Linked DNA regions of Pan troglodytes: region 2 is linked to region 1. The links are chromatin contacts, called in public HiChIP or PLAC-seq maps. All regions are on one chromosome and are shown on one strand. Each heading gives the region's core, a stretch centred on a gene start, on an enhancer-like site or on the middle of the called end of the contact. The rest is flanking DNA. Distances are from core to core; before and after follow the strand shown. Region 1 holds the start of WNT9A (Wnt family member 9A). Region 2 holds the start of JMJD4 (jumonji domain containing 4).

Region 1 (4,540 bases), core at 840-3,339:
GACCCAGGATGCCCCCCAGCCCCTGGTTCAGGAAGGTGCTCATTCTCCATCAGTCAAACAGAGTCCTAGCTGCCCTCTGCAACGCCAGCTGTCCCCAAAGGCAGCACGCTTGCCCTCTGGACTTCCCACAGGGCAGCTACATGGAGAGCTGCCCTCAGACAGGACTCAGGAATTCTCCCTTGATGGGTCCTTTGGAGCCAAGAAGCAGGGCCAAGGGGGCCTGGCCAGAGAAGCCACAACAGCACTTAAGTCCTTGCTATGCGCCTGGCACCAGCCTGGACTTACTGTCTGCAAGAGAGCTGAAACACACGCACACAAAGCAGCAGAGCCCCTTGACCTTCTCTAGAGCACAAAGCCCAGAGATAGGTCAGAGAAGGAGAGGCCAAGACCCAGCGCCACCCCGTCTCCAGGAATCGGATCACAGCAGGGACAAAGCCGCTGCAGCCTGGACAAGCCCAGGGTGTGTCCCGAGCCCAAGAAGCAGAGCCTCCGCTGGGCCGGAGAGCAGGGAAGCACAGCTGGCTGACAAGGCCACGGTGAGTCACCGCGGACCTGTGGCCCTCCCTCCTGCCCTCCCGGGTGAGGCTACGGGTTGCACAGATGGCGTGCAGTGGCGTGCCAGCCCAGGCCCAGGGCCGTACCCACAGTTGGAGCCAGGAGAGGGCTGCGGGTGGGGGCCCCAGGGAACTGAGACACCGGGCTGACCCTGGAAGACGACCCAGAAGAAAGGAACAGAGAGAAGAAAGGGAGAGAAAGAAAAACACAAAGGGAAAGTTTCCCATGAAAATATTTTATTTTCTTTGAGAACAGGATACACCTGCAGGGCTCCTCGGCCCAGGCGGCCTCTCCCTGCCCGGGCGGGTGCCAGATTCCTGGACCAACGGGGCCCTCTGCCGGCCAGCCCGCCGCGCGCTGGCGCTCAGGCCAGAGGGCCGGGAACAGGTGACCGGCGGAGGGCGGCGGCCCGGCCGAGGGAGCGGCCCAGGGCGTCCAGGTCGGGGGCTGGGATCCGAAGGCCAGCCAGGGCTCCCAGCGGCGGCGCTCGGGGTAGGAGGCTGGAGGGTGGCGGGGAGGCCCGGGGCGCTGCCTCGCACGGCGCCACCCTGCACCTCAGCGCGCCCAAAGCGCAGCGAGGGTCCCTGTAAAGGTCGCAGGACTGGGCATCCCAGACCTCAGAGGAGAAGGGAAGAAGGAAGGGAAAGAAAGGAAGAGAGAGACGCGCCGACAGCCCCGCAAAGCGCTGCTGCAGAGACACGCGAGCACGGGCAATGACACCGCGGGACGCCCCGGCCGGGCCCTGCGCTCCCGGCCAGGTTCCATGGACGCGCTCCCGCGGGCCGGGGCCCGGGCCACAGAGTCAGAAGCAAAGCGCAAGAAAAATAAATTCCTCCAGCTTGGAGGATTTCTCTCTTTCTCTCTCTCTCTCCGTTTGGGGCTCAGCGCGAGGAACATCTGGATTTTGTACGTATTTTTGTTATTGTTAAATTAACTTCTCGAGAAGAGAAAGGGGGGGAAGCTGCTAGGTGGGCGATGGCCAGGGGCTGAGGACTCAGGCTCCAGCCTTTTGGCAAGGACACGGCGGCCCAAGGAAGTCGGGACCTGATCCCAGTCCCTAAGCGCGAGGCAGTCCTGCTCACGGCGGCGACTACGACGACGACGACTCTGCGGTCACGGAGGACCGCGGCCCGGCGCAAGCCCGACGGGTCCACCCGCCTCTCTAGCCGTGCCGCGCAGCGGACGGAGCGACGCGCGCGCCGCAAACAAACAGCGCCAGGCAACCCGGCGGCCCCGCCGCGCCCCGGCCCCAGCCACCCCGGGTGCCTCGGGGACTCCGGACGACCCCGCCCCGGCCCCGCCGCCCCCGCCCACCAGTGCGCGCCGGCCGCCGAAGGCACCTACCCGAAGTAGGCGGCCGAAGGGCGCAGCGCGGCGAGCAGCAGTGTCAGCCCGAAGGCCGCGGCCAGCCAGCGCGCCAGCGGGGACCCATCCAGCATCTTGCCGCGCCTCGGCGGCCGACCATCGCGCTCCCAGCTCCGCGCAGGGCGCGCCGCGGCCGCCGCCCTCTTATAGCGCCCGGAGCGCGGCCAGCTGGGCCCGGCCCCGCCCCGCGCCCGGGAGGGGATCACGCCGGCGCCGGGGGCGGGCCGAAACCCGAGCCGCGCGCGCCAGCCCGCCAGCCCCTCCCGGCCACTCGGGGCCCCGGCCGCTGCTCCCGGCGCGGGTCTCGGGCGCGCCCTGCCCGGCGGGGATGGAGGAAGGGGAGGCGGAGAGCGGTGGGAACCGAGGGCGGGGCGTGCGAGAACCCGGGGCGACCACGGCGGGACGGCATTGGCGGGACGGCATTGGGGGGCCGGAGGCGGGCATCGGGAAGCGGGTAGAGCGTTGGGGGCGCTGCAGTGGGAGCTTGGGGCGGCCCCGGGGGCGGGATTGAGGGGGAGGGGAGGGGAGGCGTTGGCCGCCGGGCTAGCCGCCGGCGGGGCTCCAGGCCGGGACGGTCGGGGATGGTTCCACAGAGGACCCAGCCGTCTGCCCCGAGCTGGGCGCTGCGCGGCTGCTCCGTGGGAAGCTTGGTGAGGAGGAGTCGGGCCAGCCGGTGATGCCTGCGCCTCTTGCGCATGCTGACCCCCTCAAGGAGCGGGGCCAGAGAATCGCTCCTTTCTGGCGGGGACTGTGGCCGCTTTCGGCCTGGGAATGAAGCGACGTAGCCTGCTGGGGCTGTGAGGTGAGTAGCTCTACCTTTTGGGGTCCTGATGGTCTCCCCATTCTTAAATTGTGGGAGTGGAGCTAGCGGCTAAGTCAATGCCACACCAGCCATCGGGCGACGCCCTTCTCAGAGCCTGTTTCCTGGCCGGGACGGGGAGAAAGAGGACTCCTGGGATGGAAGGTGCACACCCAGGCAGCTGGAAGCGCACAGTCACAGCCCGGGGACTCGTCCCCTCTGCTGATACGGATTCGGAGCTGCTTCTGAAGCAGAATGGTGTCAGAGGACCCAGAGCTGGCATTAGGATACAGGTGCACACATTCCAGACAGACCTGGGGGTGGCATCCAGGAGAAGGCTTGTAAGTTCCCTGGATGGGGCCTCTGTGCCATGCAACAAGGGACACAAGAACAGGGCTTGGGGTCCAGGCTGGCGGTGGCATGCCTGCCACCTGCAGACCCTGGTCAGTGCAGGATGGTGCCTCCAACACGGGCTAGGCTGCCAAGGCTGAGGACACAGGGCCAGCGAGCCTGCCCAGCCACGTGCTGCAGGGGCCTCAGAGACCTGGGCTGCGGTGCCAGGTCTCTAGGCAGTGCCCTCTGTGCCTGCAGGGACTGATTCTGGCACAGTGACCGCAGAACCTGGGGGGCGGAGCACATGCCCCCGGAAGGCTGTGAAATCCTGCCAGTGGCAGTGACAGAGGCGAATATGAGGGTCCTCAGAGGAAAAACAAAGAAGATAGGAGCAGCAGAAAATGGCCCCCACGAGGATCTGAGCCAACCTCGCCACCCCTAGGGCTCCCGGCCCTGCTTCCCTGGGAAAGCCTGGCCATGCGGGTCACCCCTGTGAGCATGCCCTTTCTGAGTCTCTGATGGCCAGCTTGCCAGGTGAGCTTCAGGTGCATGTGGGGCAAAGCAAGGGTGGGGAAGGGAGGAGACTGGGCCTGGGCAGTCACTCCCTCTCGGGGCCTCGGTTTCCCCATCTGAGACCCATCCAACTCCAGCGAGTGGTGGCTTTTCTCCAAGGCATGATGTCCTGTGTGGGAGCCCTGGCCCCTGGTTCTGCTTTTCCACTAGGTGTGACTGGTCTCACATCCTTCCCCATCCATAGGACCCCCCTCCTGTGGGGAGAGAGCACTTGTTTGTCCTCTTTTGCTCAGGGGGCTGGGCCACCTCCCTTGAAATGGGGCTGACTCAGCAGAGGGAGTGCAGACGGCAGCCCAGCCCACCCAGGCTGCAGCGACCCCAGTGGGAGGCCCACCCGCCCCACGGCCATGGGCTCCAGTGAGCCCCCAAAGTCTGGCTCCAGTACCAGGAAGTGAGAGGCAGCAGAGGGAAGCAGACAGGACGGGAGACCCTCCCCCCCCACCCCCCTGCAATGATGGCATGCTTAAAGGCATGGAGGCTGCCTCCAAGAAGACGTGTGAGATTGTAAATGTGCATCACAAGCACCTCCGGCATCACAGAGCTCCCTTCCACTGGGGGTGAAGCACTCTCCCAGCAGCAGCTTAGTGGTCCCCAAAGAAGGAGGCAGCTGCCTGGCCGGCTGAGGGGCAGGGGGCTCTAGTCCCAGTCCTGGACTCTCAGGACCACATTTGGTGCAAGAGGGTGCTGAGAAGGATGATCCAACATCCATGAACTCAGGAAGGACCCTGCTGTTTCGCCAGAGAAGGGAGGTCATCAGCTCATGGCAGCTTTTGGTGGTGGTGGGAGTGGCAGGCCAGCCCTGAGTGGCCCCACCAGACCCCCACTTGAAGCCCTGGCCCAGCTCCAGCCAGGAGCCTATCAGAATGCCCAGGAGCCCAGGGCATGTGGTTGGTAGGACCCAGTGCCCCAGGCAGG
Region 2 (4,540 bases), core at 1,293-3,792, 210 kb before region 1:
CTCCATGCGTAGCCACCCCACCTGGCAGTGGTGGTGCCAGTCGGGCATGGAGTCCCTCCACTCGCTGACCTCCTCCTGCACGGCGCATAGCTCCTGCTGCAAGAAGCGCCACATGTTGGCCAGGTTGAAGCCATTGACCCAGTTGTGGTTGATGGAGATGGTGTCATCCTGGAAGGGGCACAGTGCAGGCAGGCCTGAGCCCATGGCAGGTGCCCCCTGACCAGCCCACATCTCCTGCGCCAGGAACCCACTGTGGGGTCCAGCCCTCTGCAGCCAAGAGGGCCCTCCTGTCTCCCAGCAGGGCTTGCTCAGCAGGGAAGTGGGTGGCGGGCTCGGACCACCTCAGGCCACAGTGAACCCAGAGTGGGTTCACAGTGAACCCGGCAGTGGGTGAAACAGAGGCTAGGCCTCAGCGACACCACCTTGTGAAGGGGTCAGCCTCACCCATGAGCCACCCCATTCCAGCCCCGCTGTGGCTGGGAGAGTGGGGAGGTGGTGCTGCCGTCTTCCTGCAGGAAGGCCCCTGATAGGGGGCAGGAGAAGCAGCACATTACCAGGTTGTGCACCTGGTGGTGCCAGCCACTGGGCACAAACACCATCTCGCCCGCTTCCTGCGTGATCTCCAAGGGTGGGCCAGCAAGCTGGCTCCGTGGGTGCAGGTGTGTGTCGCAGAGTGCTGGGGAGGTCACGTCGTAGGGCAGGTTGCCGTGGCGGTCCCGCAGGGCCTCTTCCTGCCCTGGGGGGAAGAGGAGCCACTTCTTCCTCCCACAGACATTGACAGACCAGCTGAAGGAGCGGAAGATGTCAGCATGGAACGGGGACCTGCAGCAGCAAGAGCGCCTGGTTCATGCCTGTAGGGGCTGGTATGGGCTTTGCTTGGCACCCCAGAGGCCTGGTCCAACTGAAGGAGGGGTGGCCCCTTGGTCTCAAGGGATGGCACCCACTGTGAGGCCTGTGCCAAGCAGCCCCCCTCCTGCCACCCTGAGCCTCCCAGTCCGCTCTGTCACCAGGCCCCTTTGGGTTCCACTCCCACATCCGTGGCCTCACCAGCTGCCCGCAGGCCCCGCGTAGACAAAGCGGTAGTCATCCACATCCAGTGCATCCCAGAACTCATTCAGCCAGTCAGACGAGAAGTACACAGGCAGGGTGAAAACGTCCTCCACCGGAAAGTCCCTGTGAGGAGGGCGCAAGGGCACCACCGACAGCACGTGAGGCACGAGGAGACTAGGGCAGCACGAGTGGGGCAACTGAGACCAATCGGCTCCAGTGGAGCTTCCAGATGGCTGCAGCCCCCAAAGAGCCCCAGACCCTCCTCTGAGCCAGACGCTGCTGGCAGGGGAGGGGGCGGGGCAGTCTGACTACAATGGTTCTGCTTATTAGAAAGTACTGATCATGCCTATAATCCCAGTGCTTTGAGATGCTGAGGTGGATGCATCACCTGAGCTCAGGAGTTCAAGACCAGCCTGGGCAACATGGTGAAACCTAGTCTCTTTAAAAAAAAAAAAAAAAGCCGGGAGTGGAGATGCATTCCTGTAATCCCAGCTACTAGGGAGGCTGAGGAGATCTATCTCAAAAAAAAGGAAAAAAAACCATATTGACCTCCCAAAGAACAACACTTGCAGCCATGCGGAAGACAATCCAGTTTCTTTTAAACAGATTAAAGTGCCTCACGGGGAAAAATAGCTCCGTTGTGCACCCAGGGGCCACCTTCATCAGAAAGGCCTCTGGGTTCACGCAGCGCTAGGGAAGGCAGCGCCTCGGTGCGTCCCAAGCCCCATTACCTGCACAGGTGCCAGTCTTTGAGGTAGAGACAGCCCCTGGGAGAGGAGTAGCCCGCCTGTATGTACTCTTTCCAGTAGGTGATGTAGTCTCTGAGAGTCATGTGCTCTTTGGGGTTCGAGTTGTATTCCTGGACCCCACAGTTTGCAACTGGTACAACCACGTCTCCTGAAATGAAAGGCACGGTCCATGCCATCTCCCTGGGCCCCGTCCTCACTCCAAACCGTCTGCAGAGGAACTCTCCAGGGGCCACGCGCCTGGCCTCCCTCACCCTCCCTGGTGCCCCTCTCTAGGCGGGGGCCTCCCGGGCCTGGGTCCCGCCGGCCTTTCCTCCCTGCCCGGGGTCTGCGGCCGCCGCCCCACCGTAGGTCCGTAGCAGGTGGTCGAAGTCGGGCCTCCCCGCGGGCGTCACCCAGCGCCGCCGGCTGCCCCAGCCCTGCGTGAAGGCGCTGGAGAACACGCAGGGCAGGTTGGGCAGCAAGAAGCCCCGCACAAAGTCGGCGTAGGAGAAGGCGCCCGGCTCCGAGACGAAGGCTACCCGGCCCGGAGCCTGGCCGACGCCGGGGACATCGCCCCCCAGGCCTCGGAAGTGGCGGTCGGCGAGGGCGCGCGTCTCGCGGTCCATCCAGCTCAGCACGGGTCGAAGGACCCTCCTCCTCACTTCCGCCGGAGCGGAAACGGTGAGGACCTGCCTCGGAACCAGAAGACGCAGGGCGCCGCGTTTCTGCCCCACCAGCGCCTGGGGCTCCGGCCCTGCACGCATGCGCGCGGCTCGCCGCGGTCTTCACTGCGCAGGCGCCGAGCGGCTGAGGCGCCGCGGTCGGCTCTGGGACGGGTCTGGCGTCCCTCAGGTGAGCGACGGTGTTGGTCTGTTGGGCGCCCGGCCCAAGCCAAGCCGTAGCGTCCGCCCTGGGCTCAGTCCGCGCGCTGTGGCTGACACAGCCCGAGCCCTCCTTCCCGCATCCCCGGGGGGTGGGGGGTATGCGGGCTGCGCTGGGAGAGGGGCGGGGACAGAGGCGGTTCTGGGGGCGGGAGTGCGGCGGTGCGGGGGCGCCCAGGGATGATGGGACCCGGAGAGAACGGTGGGACCCGGAGAGAACGGTGGGACCCAGAGGGAGAGCTGGGGGGCCCTCGCATGGTGGGATCTAGTGGAGATGGTAGGGTCCTGGAGGAGACGGTGGGGACCTGGAGAGGACGGTGGCACTTGGAGGGGATGGAGACGGGATCTGGAGGGGACGGTGGGACCTGGAGGGGATGGGGACAGTGGGGACCTTGGAGGGGACGGTGGGATCTGGAGGGGATGGGGACAGTGGGGACCTGGAGAGGACGGTGGGATCTGGAGGGAATGGGTACAGTGGGGACTTGGAGAGGACGGTGGGGACCTGGAGAGGACGGTGGCACTTGGAGGAGATGGGGACATTGAGGACCTGGAGGGGACAGTGGGGATTTGGAGGGGACGGTAGCACTTGGAAGGGATGGGGACAGTGGGTTCCTGGAGGGATCAGTGGCACGTGGAGGGGACAGTGGGGTCTAGAGAGGATGGTGGGGACCTGGAGGAAAATGGTGGGAGGGCTGGAGGGGGCAGGGTAACCTAGATGGGCGAATGGGGCCCACAGGGGACCTGGAGGGCATGGCAAGGGGCCCCAGGGGATGACGGGTGTCTGGAGAAGATGGTGGGGAATGAGGGAGGGTGTGAAATGAAGGTGTGGTAGGAGTGTGGGTAGGGATTTGGGGCTGTGTACACATGAGCAGGGCTGAAGTGGGAGGACATCGGAGTAGTGACATGAGGAGTGTTTTGCCAAACTTGCAACTGGAGTTACCCCAAAAGTGGCGGCAAGGGAGTTCCCCACACTATCCTCAGGTGGGACCAGTTGGGATACCAAAGAAAGAAGTGCTAAATGCATGGTGAGCCCAGAGCAGTTTTTTTGTTGTTGTTGTTGTTTTTTGAGACAGTATGCAGTGGCACCATCACAGCTTACTGCAGCTTCCACCTCCTGGGCTTGATGAATTCTTTAATTCTCCTGCTTCAGCCTCCCAAGTAGCTGGGACTACAGGCATGAGCCACTATGCCCAGCTTAGTTTTGTTTTTTTGTTTTTGTTTGTTTTTTTTTTTTTTTGTAGAGACAGGGTCTCTGTGTTGCCCAAGCCGGTGTTGAACGTTTGGGCTCAAGCAATCCTCCTGCCTTGGCCTCCCTAAGTGCTGGGATTACAGGTGTGAGCCACTGCGCCAGGCCCTGCCTAGAGGTTTTGTTAGGGGAACTTTCATATAGAGTGGGCTGCGGTAGTCCTCGAGACGGGCAGTAAGGGAAAAGGGACGTCCTCCCTAGGTATGTCTCTTGGAAGGGGTGTGGGTTATGGAGTTTATAGGAAGGTTTCAGGAATTTGGCTCAGGGCCAAGGCCGTTTTCTTTGTAGTAAACCTAGATACTTTCTTCCATGCCTGGAAATGTTAAAGGCCCTGGATTGGGTTGAAGCCTGGTGGGGAAAACCTGTGGTTGGGGCACAGAGGGATCAGGGTACTCTGTGATTTTCGGCCAGGACACGAAAATGGGGCCATGGGGGACCCTATGTGATGTATGTCTTGGTGTGCTGGAGAAATCAGCTCAAAGCTACCCACATGGATGCAGAAGGAAAGATAGCAGATTTATTGCCCCCGAAGCCTGGCAGGCTGTGTGCACATAGGCGCTCTGCGAGAGAGTGCAGAGTCTGGGCAGCATTTCCCAGGCGTCTTGACAGGGAGGTGGAAGGAGGAACAGTTAGAA

Evidence for each region. HiChIP or PLAC-seq counts read pairs in DNA pulled down with a chosen protein or histone mark.
Region 2: an H3K4me3 HiChIP or PLAC-seq map of stem cell-derived excitatory neurons shows a contact between it and region 1, with 2.1 times the contacts expected there. The contact joins the promoter of JMJD4 here to the promoter of WNT9A in region 1. A contact is called at or near these places in 1 of 7 Hi-C or Micro-C datasets (stem cell-derived neural progenitor cells) and 1 of 1 datasets of contacts at active chromatin or transcription factors (stem cell-derived excitatory neurons).

Annotation. Positions count from the first base shown.
Region 1 is chr1:21,410,945-21,415,484 of NHGRI_mPanTro3-v2.0_pri, reverse strand. It overlaps WNT9A (Wnt family member 9A), which reads right to left and starts at 2,089. Exons shown (of 4, transcript XM_525081.9): 1 at 1,900-2,089. The coding sequence starts at 1,994.
Region 2 is chr1:21,622,974-21,627,513 of NHGRI_mPanTro3-v2.0_pri, reverse strand. It overlaps JMJD4 (jumonji domain containing 4), which reads right to left and starts at 2,542. Exons shown (of 6, transcript XM_001143331.5): 1 at 2,143-2,542; 2 at 1,782-1,947; 3 at 1,048-1,173; 4 at 555-822; 5 at 22-168. The coding sequence starts at 2,542. All of the region lies in intron 1 of SNAP47 (synaptosome associated protein 47), which reads left to right.